Regions from separate parts of the Mus musculus genome. Here regions 2 and 3 are each linked to region 1. Evidence: chromatin contacts called from public Hi-C and HiChIP or PLAC-seq data. All regions are on one chromosome and are shown on one strand. The core of a region is the stretch at or near the end of the contact, and the rest is flanking DNA. Distances in the headings are between cores, read along the strand shown. Region 1 overlaps Tmprss6 (transmembrane serine protease 6). Region 2 overlaps Cacng2 (calcium channel, voltage-dependent, gamma subunit 2). Region 3 has its middle 7.0 kb from the start of Cdc42ep1.

Region 1 (2,983 bases), core at 332-2,831:
GAGTGACAAAGCTGGATTTTTCCAATATGTTGGGGACAGTGACAAAAAGGAGGTAAACTGTCCGAGATGTGATGTGAGTCCGTGCTGTCGTAGCAACAGGCTACTGTGTGACATAAGCCTGATATGCCTAGGGGTCAGAAGGTCTGCATGGGGAAGGGCGCTGTCTTGTGTGCCCTTCTTCATGTGGCTCCCTCAGCCACCAGCCCACTCCGGGAGCTGCTTACTGGCTTCTGGTTTCGGCACCAGAGCCCATGACTGGAGTTTTCTGAATGAAGGTGCTGTGTTTTCAGCCATGACCCCTCCCTGAGTGTTGTCACTATCTCTGAGAGGCCAGAGGGAGAGGGAATAGCCTTGGGCCTAGCACTCTCTTGCAGCCTGTGCCTAAGGCCCATTAGTCTAGGTTGATCCTGTGCCAAGTGTTGTGGGGCCCCAGAGCTCAGTTTCTGCACAACAGAAACACTAGCTTCACCGGGGTAACTCAGATGGGTCACAGTAAGGCTCCTCCCAGTGGTTGTCAGTCACAGGCAGTTAGACTGGGGCTCAAAGCCTGGCTCCCCTGGTTCCTTCTTGGGCAAGACTTACCTCTCCCAGCCTCTGGAACTTATCTGAGTGTGCTGAGACTGGGATGGACTCTGAGGACGAAGTGCTCACCTAACATAGCATGATTTCTGGGCTCCACCTGGTAGCCCCCAATAAGAAAGAAAGAAAGAAAGAAAGAAAGAAAGAAAGAAAGAAAGAAAGAAAGAAAGAAAGAAAGAAAGAAAGAAAGGAAGGAAGCCATGGACATGCAAGATGGCTGAGTGGGTTAAGAGGCTTGCCGGCAAGTTTGAGGACCTGAGTTCAGTCCCTGGAACCAACATGGTGGAAGGAGGGGACTGACTCCCAGAAGTCATTGCTTCCCCTCCACAGACCTGCTGTCCCAAACAAGAGTGTGTTCTATTACACAGAAACAAACAAAGCAAAGGGCCTGGAACGAGACGCCTTCCACTGGAGACTAAATAAGATGGTGGGTGGAGACGGTACCAACCACAATCGCTAAATGGCTCTTACTCGGTGCCACACAGGTGTGGAAAGCGATTATGTGCTCCCCACAGTCGAGCAAGGGAGGCGGACTCAGATCCTGTCCTTAACCTGCTTTCTGCGGCTGTAACAAAATTGCCAAGGCAGGGAAGTTTATAAAGAATAGAGGTTTGTGCAGCTCCTGGTGGCGAAGGCTGGAAGTCTAAGAAAGCAGCATAAGACTCTGGCTTTCTGCTGAGTCATAGTGGGACAGAGGGTGTCAGGAGATGAGGCAGGGCCGAAGGGGCTTGCCTGATGGTGCAGGGTAGGGGTGGGGGCTTGAGGCCACCCACCAGTGCTTCCTTTATCTGCTAGATGAATGCATTCACCAGGTACAGCCCCTTCCTGACCCAATCACTTCCCTGAATGCCCTTCCTCCAAACGCCACTAGCCTAAGACATTGGAGAATCCAAGTGTGAATTTTGGTTTCAAGTATGAATTCCAGGGACTCACAGTTGAACGAGCCTCACAGCTTGTGGGAAGCCTGAGGCCCAGAGGCTGAGTCATTTGCTAAAAGTCCCTGTGGCTTGTGACGTCATCACTGAGCTCAGGCAGCTGGCCGGCCCCCAGGGCATGATTGCCCAGCCGTGTGTGTGTGTGTGTGTGTGTGTGTGTGTGTGTGTGTGTGTGTGTGTGTGTGTGTGTGTGAGAGAGAGAGAGAGAGAGAGAGAGAGAGAGAGAGGAAAAGAGCACTCAGTTGTACACTTAATTGTATGGTGTCTCCTCAGGAAGGCTCTCATCTCTCAGTAGAGCCATTCCCAGCCGATGGGAGATCAGGGCATCTCTGTGGCTCTCACCAGTTCCTCTGAAAGCAGCTGGGAAAGTTGCACCTCATCTCAGCCCTTCCCCTGGGATACAGGGTCCCCAGTGGAGAGTTAACTCCTTGCTCCATACAGTGAATGCCCTGGGGAGGGCAAGGCATGATGGGAAATATACAACAGAGGCCTGGGGCCTGGTCTCTGGTTATTGTGGGCTGATAAAGATAACGTCATTGCTGGGAAATTCTCTGAAGAATGTGTCCTGGAAAATCTGCTGTGTGGGTAGCAGGGGCCTGAGAGATGGAGGAAGGGAGAGGGAGACCAGGTCCTTTGGTCCAGCAATTGAGGAGTACAGGGAAAAGATGGCTGAACCCCTGTCCCCAGTGCCAGTCTAGAGACAAGGGACTCTTCTACTAGCTGGGCACCCTTGGTCCCTATCTTGTCTGTCCATTTTGTTTTCTCCTGGTTCTGCCTGCCATCCTGCTGTTCTGTTGTTCTGCTGTCCCCACAGGGTCCGCTTGCCCTTCAGTGGCCTGCAGGTGGTGGGGGTGGGGACGCGGGTCTTGTCCTTGTAAGATCTAGCTGCTGGATGCTGGGTTTCACAGAACCTCCTCACTGGGCGATACCGCAGCACTGGCTTCCCCCCTTCCAGGAACCTGCCCTCATTTCCTCTCATGTGATGTCACTCTCCTGTGACCTGCCTGACCCTTTCTGCTAACTTCCAGCCATGAGATAAGGCAGAACGACAGGCTCCAGAGGCCCCTGTAAGCCTGACTCTAAGTGGTCTTTCTGCTTCCCCAAGGCCCTGTGACTAGTGCCACTTGCAGCCACTCTGTATCAGGTCCCCCAAACCATTCTTCCAGGTTCTCTGAAATATCTGCAAGGAGGTGGGGTCAGGGGATGGCTTTCTCCTGACTATAGTTCGGCCACCACACTTACGGAGGCCTGAAGTTTGCCGAGGTCACAGAACTAACTCGTCTGGTGGCAAAGTTATATGGAGCCCGGCTCTGCAAAATGTCCTGTCCACCACAGAGCAGGCCACTGTCCCTCCCTCAGTGCTGTCTTTCTGCCCTCTGTCCTTCAGCTTGTCCATAGAAAGAGCCATGTTCACAGTGAGGCCTGACCCCTCCCACTCCTTTCTCTTATCCATGCTTCTGCCTATCCAC
Region 2 (2,983 bases), core at 164-2,663, 450 kb after region 1:
ACACATGAACCCATTAAAAGGGATCAAGTCCCAGTGGGTTAACACTCATAGATTTCAACACTGTGCAGAAACTGAGGAGTTACCCTCAGTGTGCTAACCACTGTGACTATTGGTGTACAAGCCAAGAGAAGACGGTGCTCTGACCTGGAGGAAGGATCCTAGGGATACAGGGTGATCACAAAGTTGGGGTCCACAGGTATCCCCTAGTACAGTGCCAGCAGAGTACAGACCTGAGGCCAGAGAAGAGAAAGAGAAACAGAAGGGCCAGCAGCAGGCCGGATTTCCTATACCCCTGTTTCCTGAGTGTCACCCACCCACTCTGCCAGATGGAGAAAAAGAACAGCATGGCCTCTGAGTGCCGCTACCCACCGGCTGTGCCCACCCCCAAGAGCAACTTTTCAGTGTGATGGCCCTAAGAGCTGGCTCCCTGAGGCCCAAGATCATAACCATGATTTGCCAAGAGGAGCAGGCAAAGCAGACTAACAAGAGAAATGTTGGCTCGAATTACCTAATCCTTATTCATCCACGTACCCCAACTCACCTCTGTCCCACTGAGACAAGAGGCCACTTCCGAAGCATGGCCCTTCCCCATCGGTCAGGACATTAGTCACTTCTGCCACCAACACAGAAAACACGAAGTTAACTTTGGTATGCCTGTAAATCCCAGCACCCAGAAGGCTGAGGCAGGTGGATCAGAGTTTGAGGCCAGCCTGGGCTACACAACTAGCCAGTCTGCGCTACAAAGACCCTGTCAAAGGGGGAAGGAAAGAGGTAAAGAAAGAGAGCCATAAAGGGCCAGAAGGCTCAAACACTTAGCTTACAAAAGCACCCTCGAGTCTCCTGGTTGCTGCGGCTTGTGAGAGAATCCATTGGGATTTACATCTTCTCTGGACAGTGGCTACACACTGGGGATCCCCAAGCCTCAGGTATTAGGGCTAAGGACAGGAATTCCTCCTCTGTGTCTATAAAATCCACATAAACGGCCTAACACACATGGCTTTTCTGAGCCCCAGCTGTCTGCTCTACAATCCATGGATGTAGCCCAGGAAGACTTCAAACTAGGGATGGCTAAATGTGGAGATTCTCCTTTCCCTCCTCCTTCCTCCCTCCTTCCTCCTCCTCCCCTCCTTCCTTCTTTCTCCTCTCCTCTTCTCACCCTTCTGGCCTGGCTTCACACTCCAAAGTTTATTCTCTCCTTGTCTTCATATAGTTTTTCCAGCCAGCCTGTAAGTCTAAAACCACAAGGGGAAAAAAAGTTACCTTCTCTCTCCCACTTAGCCGCTTGAGACACCCAAGAGTCTGTTAGACTAACTCCCCTCTGCTGGTAACCTGGAGCTCGCCCACACTGGAGCAGCCCCATTGCTGTGGGCAGCAGCTTTCCCCTCAGGCCTGCAATCTTGCTTGACTTTGTTTCTTGTGATGCAAATCAGATCCTCTACAGCCCTCCCAGATCTAAATGCCCGTGAATTCCTTTGCTCTGAAGACAGAGGCACACTCTTTTACCTTGACCCACAAGTCCCCTCGTGACCCAGGAGGCTCCACCTGGCTCTGGACCAGGCCTGAACCTTCTCAGCTTCCTCTCTCATGGGTCCTCAAGTCCCTCCACGAGTGCCTGTGAGCCTGGCCCTGTCCGTCACTAAACAAGCCACTTGTCCTACACACCACTTGGTGCTGTCTCTGTCCCACAGACACTCCTAGCAGCTGCCTCCGCTCTCTTGAGAGCTGCTCCCCACTAATCCATATCGCTCTCTCAGGGAAGCTCACCCTGATCCAGCTCAGAGAATGTACGAAGCCCAGGCAGGGGAATGCCATGTGTTAGACGGACAGGCCTGAGATCACAACACTTGGACAGACAGCCAAACTTTTCTAGGCCTCAGTTTCAGCCTCTGGACAATAGAAGTAAAGTGTTCTTCATTGGCTGAGGAGACAGAGAAGGCCTAAAACTGTGTCTGTCACACACTCAATCCTCAGGACATCTCACACACACACACACACACACACACCACACACACATATATACACACACACACACCACACACACACATATACACACACACACACACACACACCACACACACATACACACACACACACACACACACACACCATGGTGCCTCATTGGTATCTTTCTGTTGGAATATATAATCCTGGCTCTGTTACTATTACTATTATTATTATTCTCTAATCTTTTTTACAGTCCAGTCGCTATTCCCCTCCCGGTCCACCCTCTGACAGTTCTTCATCCCATTCCTCCTCTCCTGTCTCCAAGAAGATGTCCTCATCCCCGCCCCCACACCACCAGAACTTCCCCCCTCCCTGGGGCCTTAAGTCTCTAGAGGGTTAGGTGCTTCTGCTCTCACCGAGGCCAGGCCAGGCAGTCCTCTGCTGTATATGTGTTGGGTGCCTCAGATCAGCTAGTGTATGCTGCCTGGTTGGTGGCTCGGTATCTGAGAGATCTGGGGGTCCAGGTTAGTTGAGACTACTGGCCTCCCTGTGGGGTCGCCCTCCTCCTCAGCTTCTTCCAACCTTTCCCTGATTCAACCACAGGGGTCCTTGGCTTCTGTCCATTGGTTGAGTGTAAGTATATGCATCTGGCTCTTTTGGCTGCTTGTTGGGCCTCTCAGACCAATGGTTGAATGTAAATATCTGTGTCTGTCTCAGTCGTCTGCTTGTTGGGCCTCTCAGAAGACAGCCATGCTAGGCTCTTGTCTGTAAGCACACCATGGCATCAGTAATAGTGTCAGGCCTTGGAGCCTCCCCTTGAGCTGGATCCCAATTTGGGCCTGTCACTGGACCTCCTTCCCCTCAGTCTCTTCTGCATTTTTGTCCCTGCAGTTCTTTTAGACAGGGACTCTGTTACCGTTTGATGATATATATCTCTTTCATCAGAACACAGTTTGGTAAAGATGGGGCAAAACTTGTTTTCATACACCCCAGAACTGGTACAGGGGGTGTCACTCCAACAAAGATCCCTCTGTCTCAG
Region 3 (2,983 bases), core at 309-2,808, 390 kb before region 1:
GACCTGTCAGGTCCATGGGGGCGTCGGATCCCTTGGAACTGGAGTTGCAGATGGTTGTGAGCCACCATGAGGTGCTGGGAATCAAACCTGGGTCCTCTGGAAGAGCAGCCGGTGCTCTTAGCTGCTGAGTCATCTCTCCAGCCCCTGGCCTGGATGGAACACATTTCTTTCTTTCTTTCTTTCTTTCTTTCTTTCTTTCTTTCTTTCTTTCTTTCTTTCTTTCTTCCTTCCTTCCTTCCTTCCTTCCTTCCTGGATGCTTCCTGGAAGAGGAAGAGACTTTAGGATACAGTTCCCAGAGGCTGTGCAAACTGGAAGGCTTGAAAGCCAGGCTGAGTACACCATGCATAGGGGTGGCATGTGTGCACATACGTGTGGCATGTGTGTATGAGGCCGTAGCCACGAGGAGGACTGGAACCTCAGAGTTGGGCCTGGCCTAAGGGCCTGGTGACCACAGATGAGTGCCAGCCTATCTGTCCCTGCTACTTCTCAAGCCTGGGTGTGAAGGATTTCTTGAAAGCCACTAGGCCAAGACAGGAGCTAATCCGAAGGGTTTCTTGGCATGAGCTGGAGGCCCACAGAGCACAGCTCAGAGACAGCTGGCCAGCCGGAAACGCCTCTGGAATTCCAGGCTCTGGGAAAAGGGCGAGAGCTCGGGTGACTTTTTCTCCTGAGGATCCTTCTGGGCGGCTCAGCTCTGGCTCCTAACTCCCTGGTCCACAGGGAAATGGAGGTGGGGAAAGACCTCCCCCACCTCATTGCCACTCTTGTCTCCAGGAGAGCAAGACACTGGGCGGTGTGTGGGGGTGGGGAGCACAGGAAGGATGTGGGGCTGGTTCCTTGGCCCCACCCTGAGGAGGACAGATAGATGGATGGACATGGGGACATGGGGGGTGGGGTGCTGAGGCACTTGCAGTTGCAGATGGTGGCGAGGACATCAGAAAGGGTCAGGCCCAGGTGACCCATTGTCCCCTGGGTGATGGGACTGAATTCTTCCAAGCTGGCCAGGCCCAGGATGGAAGGGTGGGGAGGGGTCCACATCCAGGAGACCTTTGTTCTTCACTTGAGGGGGGTGGGTGAGAGGGGAGGGGCTGGGGGGGACAGGAAACACGTTAAGAGTAGAACAAACAATAGCCTATTCTCCATGGTCCAGCCTGGCTGGAGAGATAGGCCCTTGGGCTGTGGGCCAGGCTTGGGCCAGAATCATCACCATCACTGCCCCCCCAGGCCCCCTGACCGCCCCCCTGCCACCCCAGCCTGGCCCCAAGATGAGCAAGTGTGCAGCAGGCTTCTCCTTCCTCACCCTCCCTGTGGGCTGTTGCCCAGGGGACTGACAGGTTCAGGGCCAGAACTCAGCAGCACACCTGGCACAGCCCCCAGTTCAGCCAGTGACACCCCTGTCCTCGTCCCCCACCCCCACCAGGCTTGCTGGCTCCTAGCTTCCTGCTCAGATGGCTAGGCTGGGGATGAGAGGAAGATGGTCAGAGGCCCAGCCGGACCCTGCTGCATGGCGCTGCCTGGCAGGCTGGCTGAATTCTTTCTTTCCCATCCTCACGGCCCATTGTCCAGCGAGGACACAGGGCCAAGGGGATGGGGCCACTTCCTCCGCGGCTTCACATAACTGGGCAGTGTGGACATCGCCCTGGGAAATTGGTCTGTGGCCTCTCACAGCACATGAAAAGCTCCAAGCTCACTGCTGCTCTCTCTAATCCTCAAGTGTCAGAAAGACTCCCACATGTGTTAGCCACATCCTCCTGCAACACTGAGTGTGTCTGACAGTCCCGCTGTCACACATCCTTTGAGTGGCAGGGAGCTCACCGCTTATCTGAGAGGGCAACTCCACCAGGCAAGATGTCTCCCTGCAACAGCAGAATTCAGCCCCACCCCTCTGTCTTCTGCTCATTGTCCCTCCCTCCCACCTCAGCTGCCACACACAGAGAAAGGGCCCTAAAGTTCCCCCTGTCAAGTGTTAGAAGGCCTGGCTCCAGCTAGTCCCAACTGGGATTCTTGGGCAAGCTTCTCACCCTCCCTTGCCTCAGTTTATCTGTCTGTAAAATGGGAAGAGTAATGCATACCATCAAAGTGGCAACCTGAGGAAGCTGTTTTACAAACACAGGCTGGGGGTGTGCATCATAGGAATCACAGCTCCCCCCACCCCCCGCAACCCCTCTCCCTGGCTGGCTTACAGTTCTGTCATGGACTTCATGTCACATCACAACAGACTCATTAAGCACCAGGTCAGGAGAGGGCAAGGGAGCAAAGCCATTGCCTTTGAACTCAGGAATTTACACTCCCATCTGTCAGAGGGGGACGCGCAGCTTCTATTTTATATGTAGAGAACCCTTTGTAAGGTCATAAGGACCTGAGGAGGATGTCTCTCTCACCGGTGAGGAGAACAGCCCAGAAGAGTTGCTGTGACTTGCCTGAGGTCCCACAGCAAGGCTCTGCTGGGAATGGAGTTGGTTATCAGCAGGCCCTGGAGGGGTTAAGCGCTTTGGCTTGAGCCCAGGGCGGGTGGGGGTGGGGGGGGGGGTTGGGGACTCTTAAGGGGAGGGAGGGTGGGAGCAGGCAGTTCTTCCTCCTGGGTCTCTAATGCAGCCCTGGTGGGCAGTGTGAACTGCAGCCACAGCCTTGTGTTGACTCAGCGAGGTCTCCTGCCAAGGCTTGCTGACCAGAGGAGCCCCCGGGGGAGGCTCAGGCCACATTCTTTGCCTGCTGGAGACTAGGGTGGGGGAAGTGGCTGGTACATCCTGGTGGAGCCTGTGTGCTGGAGAGGAGAGGAGATGCTGGGGTGAAGGGTGGGACGAGGCGGGAAATGCTTTTCAGGGAAGCCAAGGCTAGGTACCTGAGGGGCTATCACAGAGTGAGTGGGCTGGCCTGGCCTGGATGGATTAGTCAGGGGCTGGTTGCTCCCAAGACTGAGGCTGAGCTTGGCAATGAAGAGAGTAGATCTGGTTAGGCCACCATCACTGTTTGGCCCCTCCT

What was found. A called contact is a pair of places that touch in the nucleus more often than the background predicts. HiChIP or PLAC-seq counts read pairs in DNA pulled down with a chosen protein or histone mark.
Region 2: an H3K27ac HiChIP or PLAC-seq map of embryonic stem cells shows a contact between it and region 1, with 5 read pairs. The contact joins two enhancer-like sites. A contact is called at or near these places in 2 of 115 datasets of contacts at active chromatin or transcription factors (both in embryonic stem cells) and 2 of 9 other capture datasets (embryonic stem cells and macrophages).
Region 3: a Hi-C map of natural killer cells shows a contact between it and region 1, with 4 times the contacts expected there. The contact joins two enhancer-like sites. A contact is called at or near these places in 10 of 484 Hi-C or Micro-C datasets (B cells, CD4 T cells, CD8 T cells and 6 more), 4 of 115 datasets of contacts at active chromatin or transcription factors (embryonic basal ganglia, large pre-B cells, memory CD8 T cells and 1 more) and 2 of 9 other capture datasets (embryonic stem cells and liver).

What each region holds. Positions count from the first base shown.
Region 1 is chr15:78,448,854-78,451,836 of GRCm38.p6, reverse strand. All of the region lies in intron 10 of Tmprss6 (transmembrane serine protease 6), which reads left to right. Among named protein-coding and RNA genes, the nearest start is that of Tmprss6, 18 kb to the left of the region's middle. Within about 2 kb of position 1,581, at least 218 of the 459 cell types and tissues checked have an H3K27ac peak or open chromatin away from gene starts, as enhancers often do. A contact at or near this core is called in CD8 T cells, embryonic stem cells, memory CD8 T cells and 2 more, where this site is marked.
Region 2 is chr15:78,000,046-78,003,028 of GRCm38.p6, reverse strand. The region is part of intron 2 of Cacng2 (calcium channel, voltage-dependent, gamma subunit 2); the gene reads left to right. Among named protein-coding and RNA genes, the nearest start is that of Gm46520, 11 kb to the left of the region's middle. Within about 2 kb of position 1,413, at least 13 of the 459 cell types and tissues checked have an H3K27ac peak or open chromatin away from gene starts, as enhancers often do. A contact at or near this core is called in embryonic stem cells, where this site is marked.
Region 3 is chr15:78,834,111-78,837,093 of GRCm38.p6, reverse strand. No RefSeq gene overlaps it. Among named protein-coding and RNA genes, the nearest start is that of Cdc42ep1, 7.0 kb to the left of the region's middle. Within about 2 kb of position 1,558, at least 139 of the 459 cell types and tissues checked have an H3K27ac peak or open chromatin away from gene starts, as enhancers often do. A contact at or near this core is called in CD8 T cells, memory CD8 T cells, natural killer cells and 1 more, where this site is marked.